2 separate regions of the Mus musculus genome follow, and region 2 is linked to region 1. A link is a contact called in public promoter capture Hi-C data. All regions are on one chromosome and are shown on one strand. Each heading gives the region's core, a stretch centred on a gene start, on an enhancer-like site or on the middle of the called end of the contact. The rest is flanking DNA. Distances are from core to core; before and after follow the strand shown.

Region 1 (6,038 bases), core at 3,033-5,532:
TACAGATTTTTTTTAAATGAGTTATTTGTCTGATTTTAAGAGTACTAAATAGGCCTTAGTGCTCACAAACGAAGCACTGATAATACAAACTACTCTACTCTACTTGTTTCTTCTTATGATACAAAGGATGGACACTATAGGCTTGTGCATGCTAAGCACAAGTGGCTATAAATCCACGCCTATTAAGTACTCTATTAACAGACAGAACATCAACACACTTTAAATAATTTAATTCCAACCATTTAGTATTTAAATTAAATTATCCTTTCAGTCATAATCACAAGAGTCTTCATGGATTTGGCTTTAATATCCTCGACGCTGTGTCACAGAATTTTTTAAAGTCCAAGCTGAAAATGTTTCATTCATCAAATCACAAACAAACTATAATTTAGGCAAATGATTATTGGTTGATGTTGTCATAGGTGCCACAGTAGAGAGAGAAGCTCACCAAGAAGTTAAGCCTTCATTTTCCCAAAGAGCAGAGGGGTTCAGCCTTCTTGGAAAAGACTGACCCCTGATAGCTCACTCCAGTTACTTTTATACAATTACTGGGGCTGGGAGAGATTCCAGCTACCAAAGTTATCTTGCCCCTGCTGACTATGAGAGCAGATAACACACACAGATTTCAGTCCCTTTGACCATGGCTAGCCATAATCAAAAGTAAGAACTCCAGGTTGGCCAGGAGTGTCTTAGGACCAAGGTTTGTGCAGCTGCAAGCTCTCCCGTAGCACCAAGTGCAGACTACCCAGGGAGACAACAGTTCTTCAAGGTTTAAACAGTCTCAAAACAATTTCTCAGTCTCTACTGATTAATTAGCAAGGGCTTCGGTGAAACACGTCACTAAAGCCAGACATAAAGGCTTCACTTTACATATCACTACAATGATAATAACTATTTTTTGTCTTTAAAAGAATTAGTAGCCGGGCGTGGTGGCGCACACCTTTAATCCCAGCGCTTGGGAGGCAGAGGCACTCGGATTTCTGAGTTCGAGGCCAGCCTGGTCTGCAGAGTGAGTTCCAGGACAGCCAGCAGGGCTATACGGAGAAACCCTGTCTCGAAAAACAAACAAAAAACAAACAAACAAACAAACAAACAAACAAAAAAGAATTAGTGACAAAATGAAACACTGGGGCCTAACTAAGGAAAAATTTTTACCTATAAAATTATAACTCCTTTTAAATTGAAAAGATGTACTTAAAATATAGCTGAAAAATTTGTGATTTAATGAAATCCTCCCTACTTTTAAAGAAAAATGTGATAAATCTATCCCATGTAGTATATAATTCAACAAATGTCACTTAACAAAAGTCAACAAAAAGGAGTGATTTGCTAATACCAGAGAGTAATTCTAATATAAAGCAGTAATATTTGGCAGTAGTTCCATTACATGGTGACAAGCCTGAATCAATAAAGCTTTCATTGTGCCTAAAACAAGGGCAATAGATCCATCAAGACTTTTATATTACTTCATTGAAGATGTTCCTTCTCAAGTCATTCCCTGTAGAATCTGTATTACTATTACCAATGCTTAAGATAAAATGAGCAATGTCTTGTGGATCTCCTTTTCCTCTTGCTGGGCAGCGGGGGTGGGGGGAGGGGGGATAGGGATGGGGGAGCAGAAGCAGAGAGCTCCCGAGAGAAAGCTTCAGTGAGACAGCTCTACTTTAGTGATCCAGGGGTAGGGTATATAAGGGCTCTTAGGTTTAGGGGTGGAAAGAGTCCACTGGTCATAACACAGTACCTCATTATCATATGGGAAGGGGGCAAGAGTGAGCCTTATGCTGAATCATACAGAGATTGCAGCAAGCTCTTTGCAGGGTTATCCTCCAAATAAGGTCAGACATCTGTATTCAGACACTAACAAACAAGGCTAGATAGAGAAATGGAAGCCCCTCTGAGAAAGGGAGTCTTCCACTTTGCACTGAGCTTAGAAAGCTATCCAGACATGGTGGGCTGCAAACCTTACTAGCAGGGTTCTCCAACAGGTCTCACCTATACTAACTGGAAAACAAATCTAGATAGACTTTTTTTTCCTTCACTCAAACTGCAGAAGATTCTATTGTTCATTTCAATAAAACCTAAACTTAAGTTTAATAAATCTTAAAATTTCACATGTAGTTAAATTTTTAATTCCATATTTTGAGCAATCTATCTAAATTTGGGCTACATGAAGTAGATCAGTCATTCAGGCTTGAAGAAAGCTACAAGTTTTACATTCATAATTTAAAAAAAGAAAAATAAAAGTTACCAATGAAGAAAACAGCATTTAAATACCTAATAAAAAAAAAAAGAAAAGAAAACAGCATTTGCTTTCCCGGACAAGAAAAAGAATAAGCAGGAGTGGCTGTGTATGCTTATAATCTCAACATTTAGAGGCAGAGGCAGGAGGAGTGCCTCCTGGGCTACATAGTGAGACCCTATCTCAAAAATCTAAAAAGAAAGATGTTTACAGTGAGTTAAATCTCTAATCCTGCCAATACATTTCTCATACTCAACTACTCCACGTAGCAAACTCACATCACTTAATTTCCAGTCTTCATTCAACATCAGATTTTGTTCTTAACCAGGACTGGAGAAGCAGGTCTATAGTCTCAGATACTTAAGAACCTAAGAAAGGTGGGCTGTCCAAGCCTAGTTCAAGGTATAGCTTAGGAGTTAGAGCAAGTTGTCTGTTTTGGGAAAAAGACAGAGAGACAGACTGGGAGAGGGGAGCATGGGAGAAAGGAGCAGGGAGAAGGAGAGACTGCATCTCACTGAAATAGCATCTCCTACCTGGCTATGTCATAAACACGGTCTGCAATCCGACTTCCAACCTGGAAAATTTCAAGAGTCAATGGGTTAAATACACCAAGCAGGCTTAACAGAAAAGTAACTTTTTTTCCTAAGATTCAACATATGTTTCAAAACAGAAGTGTTTCCTTCTATCCCATTTGCTATTGTCCCACAGCAACTTCCTTTACAAATACTTTATTTTTTTATTATGGAAATAATAAAATACCCTGAAAACAAACGGAAGCAAATTACTTTAGAAGCAAATTTAATGAAATCAAAATTAACGATCTCCTTGGTGTGGCAGTTTATGTCTATAGTCCTTCGATTCAGGAGTAAGCAGGATTACCACAAGTCTGAGGCCAGTCTGGAATACACGGTGACTATGAGTTCCAAACCAGGATATATTAAAAAGACCCTTGTCTCGGAAACTCAAACCCAACATCAACATCGGGAGGCTGAGGCAGGTGGATTTCTATGAATTCGAGGTCAGGCTGGTATATATTACATAATAAATTAAGACAGCCAATGCTTGCAAATTAGTAAACACCAAGTCTGGAAAAGTATAGACGACCATCTCCTAAACACAACATAAAAGAAATCGTATGGTAAGTACCACCCTTCCCCGGACTGGCGTCATCCGGGATGCAGTCAACTATCCACACCTTGTACTCAGTCTCTTACAAGCTTTTCTTGAACAGAATGGAAGGACTTATTGAAGGCCTCTACACGTCCTTTTGGCCTTAGGAGTTTTGCACTTTTCCTTTTCCTAGGAGACTCGTCCCATCTCTCATCTCGGCTCAACTAATCTCTCACTTTTCGCCATAACAGCCATTCTTGACCACCGCAGTCACCAATACCGCTATCTCACTTTTTCTTCACCTTCCTTTTGCTGCAATTACATTCCCTGTCTATGTGTCTCCTACTCACTCCTAAATGATCTTGCTTTTCCCTGGAACTCAAGCAGTGTTTGCAAAGCGAATGAATGATTGCCCCGCATGCTATCGGAGCCTCTCGTGCTTCCCGGAAAATCAGAAAGGCTCTAGAGAGTGAAGCTTCTCAAGGTCACACAGTCGGGTGGGTGGGTCCGCCCTACCCGGCTCCACGCCTCCCTCCGTCGCAGCCCCACAGTCTCACCTCCTCCTTCAGGTAGTCAAATTTCATGGGGTCGGGCTGCCGGGCGGCCCAATTCTTCTGCTTCCTCTTCAATTCCCTGTCGAAGATGTTTAGGGCTCTGGGCGAGGTGCTGCCCGAAGGAGGGACACCAGAAGCGACCTCCCTGCGACTGCCGCTCGATGCAGAGACCGCTGGCCGGCCAAGCAGTGGGCAGAGGCGCAAAAGAACGACCTTTCGCAGCATCTTCAGCCCGGGCGCCACAGCAGGGCATGGTTTCTATTAGGCGCATGCGCCAACGGGACTACGACTAGCGCAGTTCCAAGGCGGAAGGTTGAAGTAGTTTGGCCCAGCTCGCGTGCCGTTAAGACGGAGCGTCTCGCGGAGGATTGTGGGAGTGCGCTCCATGTGAACTCAGACTGGGATCTGAGAAGAGTGGTGGGAAACTGTGCGGTCGCCCGTCGGGCTCTCCTTGGGATTTGTGAGTAGCCCCTATAGTCCGGTCCCTTTCTGGCCTCATTGTTCTCTTCAGAGCTGCTTCTCGAGAGAGACAGAGAACGCAGCCGAGTAACTTGCCCCGAAAGTTTGTGAGGTGGGAAGATGGTTCGGGACGAGCTGACCTGGAGCTCCCAGGCCAGAGGGTGGGTGGACTTGAGGGAGACCGGGAAGCGTTTCAAGTGCTGTCCAGTTGCTTTCGCTCCTCTGAACATCCCATGTTCGCCGTGGGCTTCCATTTCCAACATTCACACGCACTGCAGTTGGTTGAGGTGGTAGCTGTGTCGTACAGCTGTTCCAGGTGTTGTAGTATCTCTCTCTCTCTCTCTCTCTCTATTAGAATGTAAAGGGTTCTGAAGTAAAGCAACACTGTAATTCCAGTATTGAGGCCGAGAGACAGAAGTGATTGCAGTTCAAGGCTAGGCTAGCCTGTTGTGATGGCGTACAGTCTGTCGCAGGAGTGAGGGGCGTAAATACTGTCTTGTTTGGTCAGTCAGCTTTTATTCATACAGAAACTTCTGACTTTTTTGCAAAGTTGAAATCTGGAGAAATCCAACCACCAGGGACGCTTTACAAAGGAACATTAGGCATACAAACTTCTGTGAGCGTTTTTGTGTGTTTATAGCCTATCTAGGCCTTAGTCACTTTGAGAATAAAATGTTATAAAAAAGCGACATTTGGGACTGGATAGATTGCTCAGTGGTTAAGTGCACTGGCTGCTGGTCTTCAGTGGACCTAGGTTAAATTTCCAGCATCCACTTGATGGCTGACTATTGTCCAGTCAGTAAAACCAGTTCCAGGGGCTCAGAAGACCTCTTCAGGCGTCCATGGGCAGGAGGCACAGAAGTGATATGCAGACACACATGAATACTTAACACCCATACACATGGAAAAATTTATTAAGAAGAACGTGACAATTGTTAACTGTAGTTTGAGACTAATTTGGGTCTTGATAGAAACTAGGATTTATAGAAATAACACTAAGGTAAATCTGATTTGATTTTTTTTTAAATGCCCCTCATTAGTTAAGAGACAGCTTTGTAAAACCAAAAGCTTATGCAATTATGAAGTAAACATTAACAAAGAGAATGAAACAAGACTATGAAAACCCAATTAGACCAGCTGAGATTTCAGAATCTTTTGTTTTTGTCTTCCTGTGTCTGTTGCATCTGTAGATGATTACATCAGCCCACATACCCATGCACGTGTGTGCTCATATGTTTGGAAGGGTGCTTGTATATGGAGCCAGAGGTGATGGCTAGTGTCTTCCTCAATTGCTCTCCACTTTTTTTTTTTTTTTTAAGCAGAACCTCTCATTGGAACCTGAAGCTCCTCAAGTAAGCTAAGTTGGATGATTAGGGAGTGAGTCCTCTTGTCTCTGGGATTACAGGCATTCAGGGTTTGTTTGTTTGTTTGTTTGTTTGTTTTATGTGTGTGTGTTCTGGAGTATCAAATCCATGTTGTATTTGTATTACAAGCGCTTCGCTGATTCAGCCTTCTCCCCAGCATCTGTCTTTGGTTTCTTGAAACAATCTCACTAGGTAACCCAGACTGACCACCAATTCCCTATGAAACTATCTAAGATCTGGCCTCATAATAAGCATGATTCTGCCTTCAGAATCTTGGTTTTACGTGTGTGGCTCTATGCACCAAGAATAATC
Region 2 (6,165 bases), core at 1,253-3,752, 390 kb after region 1:
TGGAGGAAGAAAGAAAGAAAGAGAGAGAGAGAGAGAGAGAGAGAGAGAGAGAGAGAGAGAGAGAGAAGGAAAGGAAGAAAGGAAGGAAGGAAGGAAGGAAGAAAGAAAGAAAGAAAGAAAGAAAGAAAGAAAGAAAGAAAGAAAGAAAGAAAGAAAGAAAGAAAGAAAGAAAGAAAGAAAGAAAATGGCTTGGGGGATGTGGACTTGCATGAAACAAGTAGAAGCCACTTCAAAAAAATCAAGGTCTAGACTTGGCTACTTTCACAGCTGGCAGTGACCTTGGCAGTGACCTTGGTGTCTTAGAAAATAAAGTTCATGGAGCTGGTGAGATGGCTCAATGGGTAAGAGCACTCGACTGCTCTTCCGAAGGTCTGGAGTTCAAATCCCAGCAACCACATGGTGGCTCACAACCATCTGTAACAAGATCTGATGCCCTCTTCTGGAGTGTCTGAAGACAGCTACAGTGTACTTACATATAATAAATAAATCCTTTAAAAAAAAAAAAAGAAAGAAAATAAAGTTCAGACTCCTGCATCAGAAAGGGCTTCCTCTGAGTCCTCCCTGACCCCATCCTTTGGCTTCTGTCTGCTCTGTGCCCTTCCACAGAGGCTGTTTGTTGTACACATCTCCACAGAATAAAAGCATACCCCTTCCCAGAATCAGCTCTAACCTGAACTTAAATATAGGGGCCTCTATTCATCTGGCCCAAACTTCACTAAGCCTCCAAATATAACATGGCTGCTTTGAGGAAGGTATAGGTCTACATGAAATTGTCTTTTCCTGAGGTCAGAAATTGTCTAATTTGGCTAGATGTGAATCCAGTGCTCTCTCATCCAAGATCAAGATGTGGCTTAGACATGAGGCACTGGATGGATCCTGGACTTATAGTTGTGGGATCCCAGGCTCAAATCTGAGCCATCCTGATGGAATTTTGAATGGAAGGTTATGTGAGAGCTTATGTAGAGTTCTTGCATTAAAAAAAAACAAAACAAAACAAAAACCCTTTTGCTAGTCACAGTTGAATATTTGTGAACCAGAAAATAATTCTCACTTCTCTAAATTGAAATTAAGGCTTGCTATGCAGTCTACACAAATGAAAATATGGTCTCTTGTAATTATTTTCAAAAAAGCAGGTATATAAAGACAAAGATATAATAAAACTTTCTTTTGTTATACCTTGTCATTTCATAGTATTTTGTTGCTTGTTTGTGCTTCTAGGGTCAAACTCAAGGTCTCCTATATGCCAGTCAAGTGCCCTACTTTAGAGATAACACCCTTGAGGGTGAGTGTAACCCTTCCTAGGCACTTACAAGTGATAATGGTACTTTCTCAACCAAGTCATCCCACATGGTCAGTGGATCTGGGACCAGGGGAGTACTGGCTCCATCTAGACAGTTTAGAACCCACACAAAGGAACTGCCCGGTACATGTGCCACTGCTCTATTGACTTACAAAACACTGAGTCAAAGACTATGGTCAAGAATTTCAAAATGCTGATAATCATAGTGGTAAACCAAGTGTGAAGTCTTCTGATTATGAGAGTTAAAAACGAATCCTTTCTTGGCTGAAGAGATGGCTCAGCAATTAAGAGTGCTTGCTGCTCTTGCAGAGAATTCAGGTTTAGTTTCCAGTACACACATAGCAACTCACATCCAGGAAATATATACATATACATATGCATATACATACACACATATATATCATATATATTTATATAAATGGTAAACATATATATTAAACAAAATTATAAAAATATAATTCTCTCTCATCACTGTGGCTATATACAGCTTAAGAGATATCAGGAATTTTCTTGGTTGCTTTTGGATTCCTGCTCTGTCTTATATAATCTGGTTTTAATTCCTGGGTGTTTTTTAATTAATTCATTCCTTAGCACTGTTTTTTTTCTCTTTAATTTTATTCAACCATGTTAAAATTCTTTGTAGTATCTGGTACTTTCTAGGTTTGAGTGCTTTAAGATCATGGATCAGAACTTTGATAAGCTTCACCACTCAGAGAATAATATGCCAATCAATGATGCATGCAAGACCTCTCATGTCTCATTATCTCTAAGTCTTTTCTGGACCATTTTGGAAGGAAGTGCAGTCTCTTGCCAGAAAGTATATGTGAGTGCCTGTGCATGTATGTATGTAAGTTCTGGGAGGAAGTTAAAGCAGGGCTTTGAGAATGTTATGGCTTTCTAATATGGGAGCTTTCCTTTGCTTTATCTCTGCTTTTCTCTGTTCCTGTTCCATAAACATGAACTAACTCCATGATGCTCACCATTAACAGAAGAGACTTTATGGCTTTAACTACTAAGGGTGGACTCTGAACAAAACCCTTTCCACGGCGGGCCTTATCTGCTTTTCTTCTGAAATTGTCATCACTTCTACACAACTGAGCAACTCAGCTCTTCCTCTGGGAGAAGCATCTATGTTTCTACTTGTCTGAAAACACTTGGCTTTCCCTTTTCTGTGTTCTGCCAAGATAATTAGCATTCTTTCTCTCATTTCTCACTTTCCAAAAATGTGTTGAATGTATTTATGGCAAATGATAGCTCACTCTCTTAGACAGTGTTTCTTAGTTTGTTTTAAAAGACTTGCTGTCATCTTAAATGGGTTTGGGGTAGGATGAAATGATAGTCATGGACATTATATTTGCAACCTGAAGACATGTAGATGCTAATCTATGATGGAATGCAGACCTGTTCACTTTACTGTTAGATGAAGTCTTGCTTTGTAGTCAGTGAAACAGGAAAGTTCTAGAGAAATTCCATCTTTTACTCTTTCTCATTGCCAAATTGTGGTCCAAATACAGTTCTAAGAATCCTAGTTATTTAATTCCCATAGCTTAAATAGACAAAGAACAGAATTTTGGTAGACGTTTGGATGTGGCTTAACTCCAGAAACTGTCAAGAGATAAGTGGTAGACCAAATGAGAAAGCTGCTGCAAAACACATGACAGTACTGGGGTTTCTAGGAGACATAGTCTTAAAAAACATTGCTCCATGGATGTGCCACAAACCCCTCACACCCTTTGGTCAAGCTTGGTATATCTCCCCAGTGTTTGAACACTGAAGTTCTGTGTTCTCTCCCATTCCTTTGTTAGTGGGTGGGATCCTTGGTTCCAACAGAGCATCTCTGCTATTTCATACCTGTGAGTTTCTCCTTCAGATCTGTGAATTTATCATCCGAAACCATTTTCAATGCTTGAAGACCCATTTGAATTCTTACCTTGTATGTTTTCTTCTTACCTTGCATTTCCACAGAAATTTAGAGTAAACCTTACTTACATTTCAGTAGGAATTTTGCATTTACAGATTGGTAGTCGGATCCTGCACATCAAGAAGTAAGTGTCATTACACCTGGAATAGCACCTTGCTTGTAAGTGCTCCTGCATAAATACTGATCACGGAATCTGACTGAAAGTGTAACTGATAGGCAACCTGACGAGCCTTAGTCCCCAGGAAAAATTTTGTAGGAAGCTGTGCATTTGGTTCGAGGTTAAGTGATCGATGTGTTTTTAAAAGTGAAATAGAATTTTTATCATATGCAATTTACCTTAAACACACATGTTGACAGGACAATGAGGTGTTTTTTTCATGGACCACATCATTGGTATGCCACCAAGTTGTTTTAAGTTTGAGCATCATAGCTTAATCGTGAGCTATCAGCTCCATCTCTTAAAAAGAAAGGGTGGCGACAGGTTGTGGGAGGTGGAAAATGTCTCTACTGATGTGTGTCTGGGAGTCGTGTTCCTTGACATAACTGACCCACTCCCCAGATACCTGGGCTCAAATCCTATCTAGCGATGGACTCATGTTGCAAGTTTCAAGTCACTTTTTTCTTTGCTCCAGATTGCTCTTTAATCAGGTGTGACTTCTGACACATTTGCTTTAAATCTCTCTCTACTCCCCTGTCAAACAGTTAATGATCTCAAAATGTTACAGTGCATTCTTCAGATTTCCCACAGAGTCCAGTGTGGATAGAATGACACATAAATGGAGAACAGAGAATCACCTGCTTGGTTTCTGTGTGTGTGTGCGCGCACACACACACACACACACACACACACACACACACGCACACGCCGTGCTCTGGGCATGCGCACTACTCTGGTTTCATAGCACAGGGTGAGGCTCAGGAGGCCACTATGCTTCCTTGAATGCTCTTCTCCACTCTCTTGGCATTACTCATCATTTTATCTTTTAATTTCTAAGTAGCTGTGTTAAGTAGAGACTGATGGGTCAATGGAGCATGAACACAAACAGGAGATATGCATGCAGTATACGGAATTTGCTGTTCTGTGAGGCACGTTTGCAGTGTTCATACTGGCCCACATACACAAAGTTCTGGTGAATTTCCAATGCATGGGTGCTCACCAAGACTCAACTCACATTACGTCTACAGCATACAAAGCAAGCTAGAACACTAACATCTTTCAAAGCATTCCCTTCTATATCCAAACCAGATCCTTCTGTGAATGTAAGAAGAATTGATATTGAACAATTAAGAAAGCTTGTCATGTCCCACAGGAGTCAACCAGCAGACAGGCTGAACATGGCACAGAGGGGAAGACAGAGCAATCCAGAGGTCTTTTCCTTTTCAGACTTCATTACTCACCATTAAGCTATAATATAGAGTGTTGGTAGAATGTGAATGTATGAAGAAGTAAAATAGTCCAGTTTGTGTGCTATTTCCATAGTCTCAGCAAGAATGAAACAATACATCCAGATGAATAAAATACAAACTATATAATTATAGTAATGTCACAAGTTAAATACCCTTAAGGTTTCATTTAAAACTGGAATTATACAGTATAAGATCAATGATAAAATCCAAGCTAACAAGTTAAACTTGTAATTTAATTTTTCTAGACGTAAAATAATATTAATGTCGATTTAAAAATTTATCGTGACATGTATTGAATGAGAACATGAGAGAGAGAGAGAGAGAGAGAGAGAGAGAGAGAGAGGGAAAAAAGGCTTTCCCTTTCAGTAACTTCAATAGCATTTCACCCATGAGAAAAACATTACCTGTTAGTAGAGTTTAAAGTTAATAGTCTTTACTATAATGCTACACATCCATGTCAGACTTGTCTGTGAGAGAATAAATGTATTGTGATTTCTAAGGACAGGGATAGTATATACCCTAGTATGGCTGTGGACCAAGGAAAGAAGTCATGTTGATGATTATTTAAGTATCAGACCACATGTGATCGTAATAGCACCCAAACATTGAAACCTTTTCCAGTTTCATTATACTGAAGAGTTAACCAACACATGCCTGTACTAAGAGAGGTCTTTACTTCATTTAAGGGTCAGCCTAAAATTAATTAGAAAGAAAAAGGATAGTGAAACAAACTTAAACAAACAGAAGCAGGACTGGAGATATGGCTCTGCAGTTAAGAGAGTGTACTGCTGTCACAGAGGACCAGGGCTCAGTTTTTAGCACTTAGGTGGTTGGCTCACACTACCTGTAACCTAACTCTTGAGGATCCACTGCCCTCTCCTAGCCTCTACAGGCACATGTACTCATGTGCACATACCCCAACACACACACACACAGAGGCACACACACGGACACACACACAGACACATACACACACACACAGACACACACAGAGATACACACAGACACACACACAGATACACATACAGAGGTATATACACACACATACACACACACACACACACATACACACACACACACATACACACACACACCCTACACAGAGAGACATGCACATAATTTAAAACTAAGGAATCCAAATATGGTCAGAAATGAATGGTCTTGGAAAGAGGAAAACAGTGGATTAAAGCCAGACATTCAGAGTTGGTTCTTCAGAATGAGCAATACAAGTTATAAGTCTAGCAAAACTGACAGGAGGGTGGGGTTCTCGGGAGATTGTTCATCAGTTAAAGTTCTTGCCGCATCAGCAAGAGGACCTGGATTCAGACAACTAAAACTCACATAAATGTTCAAGGGTGAAACTATTATGTGACTGCAATTCTGTCCTCTAAAGATGTAGACAGCAGTTCTCTGGAGCAACATGTCTAACCAGACTAACCAGATCTGAGAGCTGTGAATTTGATTGAACGATCCTAACTCAGTAAATGGGATAGGAGGAAGATTTGAACCCCAACCTCTGCACCTACACTTACGCGCA

The links. Promoter capture Hi-C pulls out the DNA fragments that hold promoters and counts their contacts.
Region 2: a contact with region 1 is called in a promoter capture Hi-C map of the HPC-7 cell line, with 4 times the contacts expected there. The contact joins the enhancer-like site here to the promoter of Esf1 in region 1. A contact is called at or near these places in 10 of 39 promoter capture datasets (the 3T3-L1 cell line, 3T3-L1-derived adipocytes, the C10 cell line and 6 more), 1 of 15 datasets of contacts at CTCF or cohesin (pro-B cells), 47 of 484 Hi-C or Micro-C datasets (the Ba/F3 cell line, the C2C12 cell line, CD4 T cells and 30 more), 2 of 115 datasets of contacts at active chromatin or transcription factors (astrocytes and epiblast stem cells) and 2 of 9 other capture datasets (adipose tissue and liver).

The regions. Positions count from the first base shown.
Region 1 is chr2:140,168,802-140,174,839 of GRCm38.p6, reverse strand. It overlaps Esf1 (ESF1 nucleolar pre-rRNA processing protein homolog), which reads left to right and starts at 4,282. Exons shown (of 14, transcript NM_001081090.1): 1 at 4,282-4,363. It overlaps Ndufaf5 (NADH:ubiquinone oxidoreductase complex assembly factor 5), which reads right to left and starts at 4,194. Exons shown (of 11, transcript NM_027093.4): 1 at 3,907-4,194; 2 at 2,773-2,813. The coding sequence starts at 4,128.
Region 2 is chr2:139,781,423-139,787,587 of GRCm38.p6, reverse strand. No RefSeq gene overlaps it. Among named protein-coding and RNA genes, the nearest start is that of Ism1, 110 kb to the right of the region's middle. Within about 2 kb of position 2,502, at least 11 of the 459 cell types and tissues checked have an H3K27ac peak or open chromatin away from gene starts, as enhancers often do.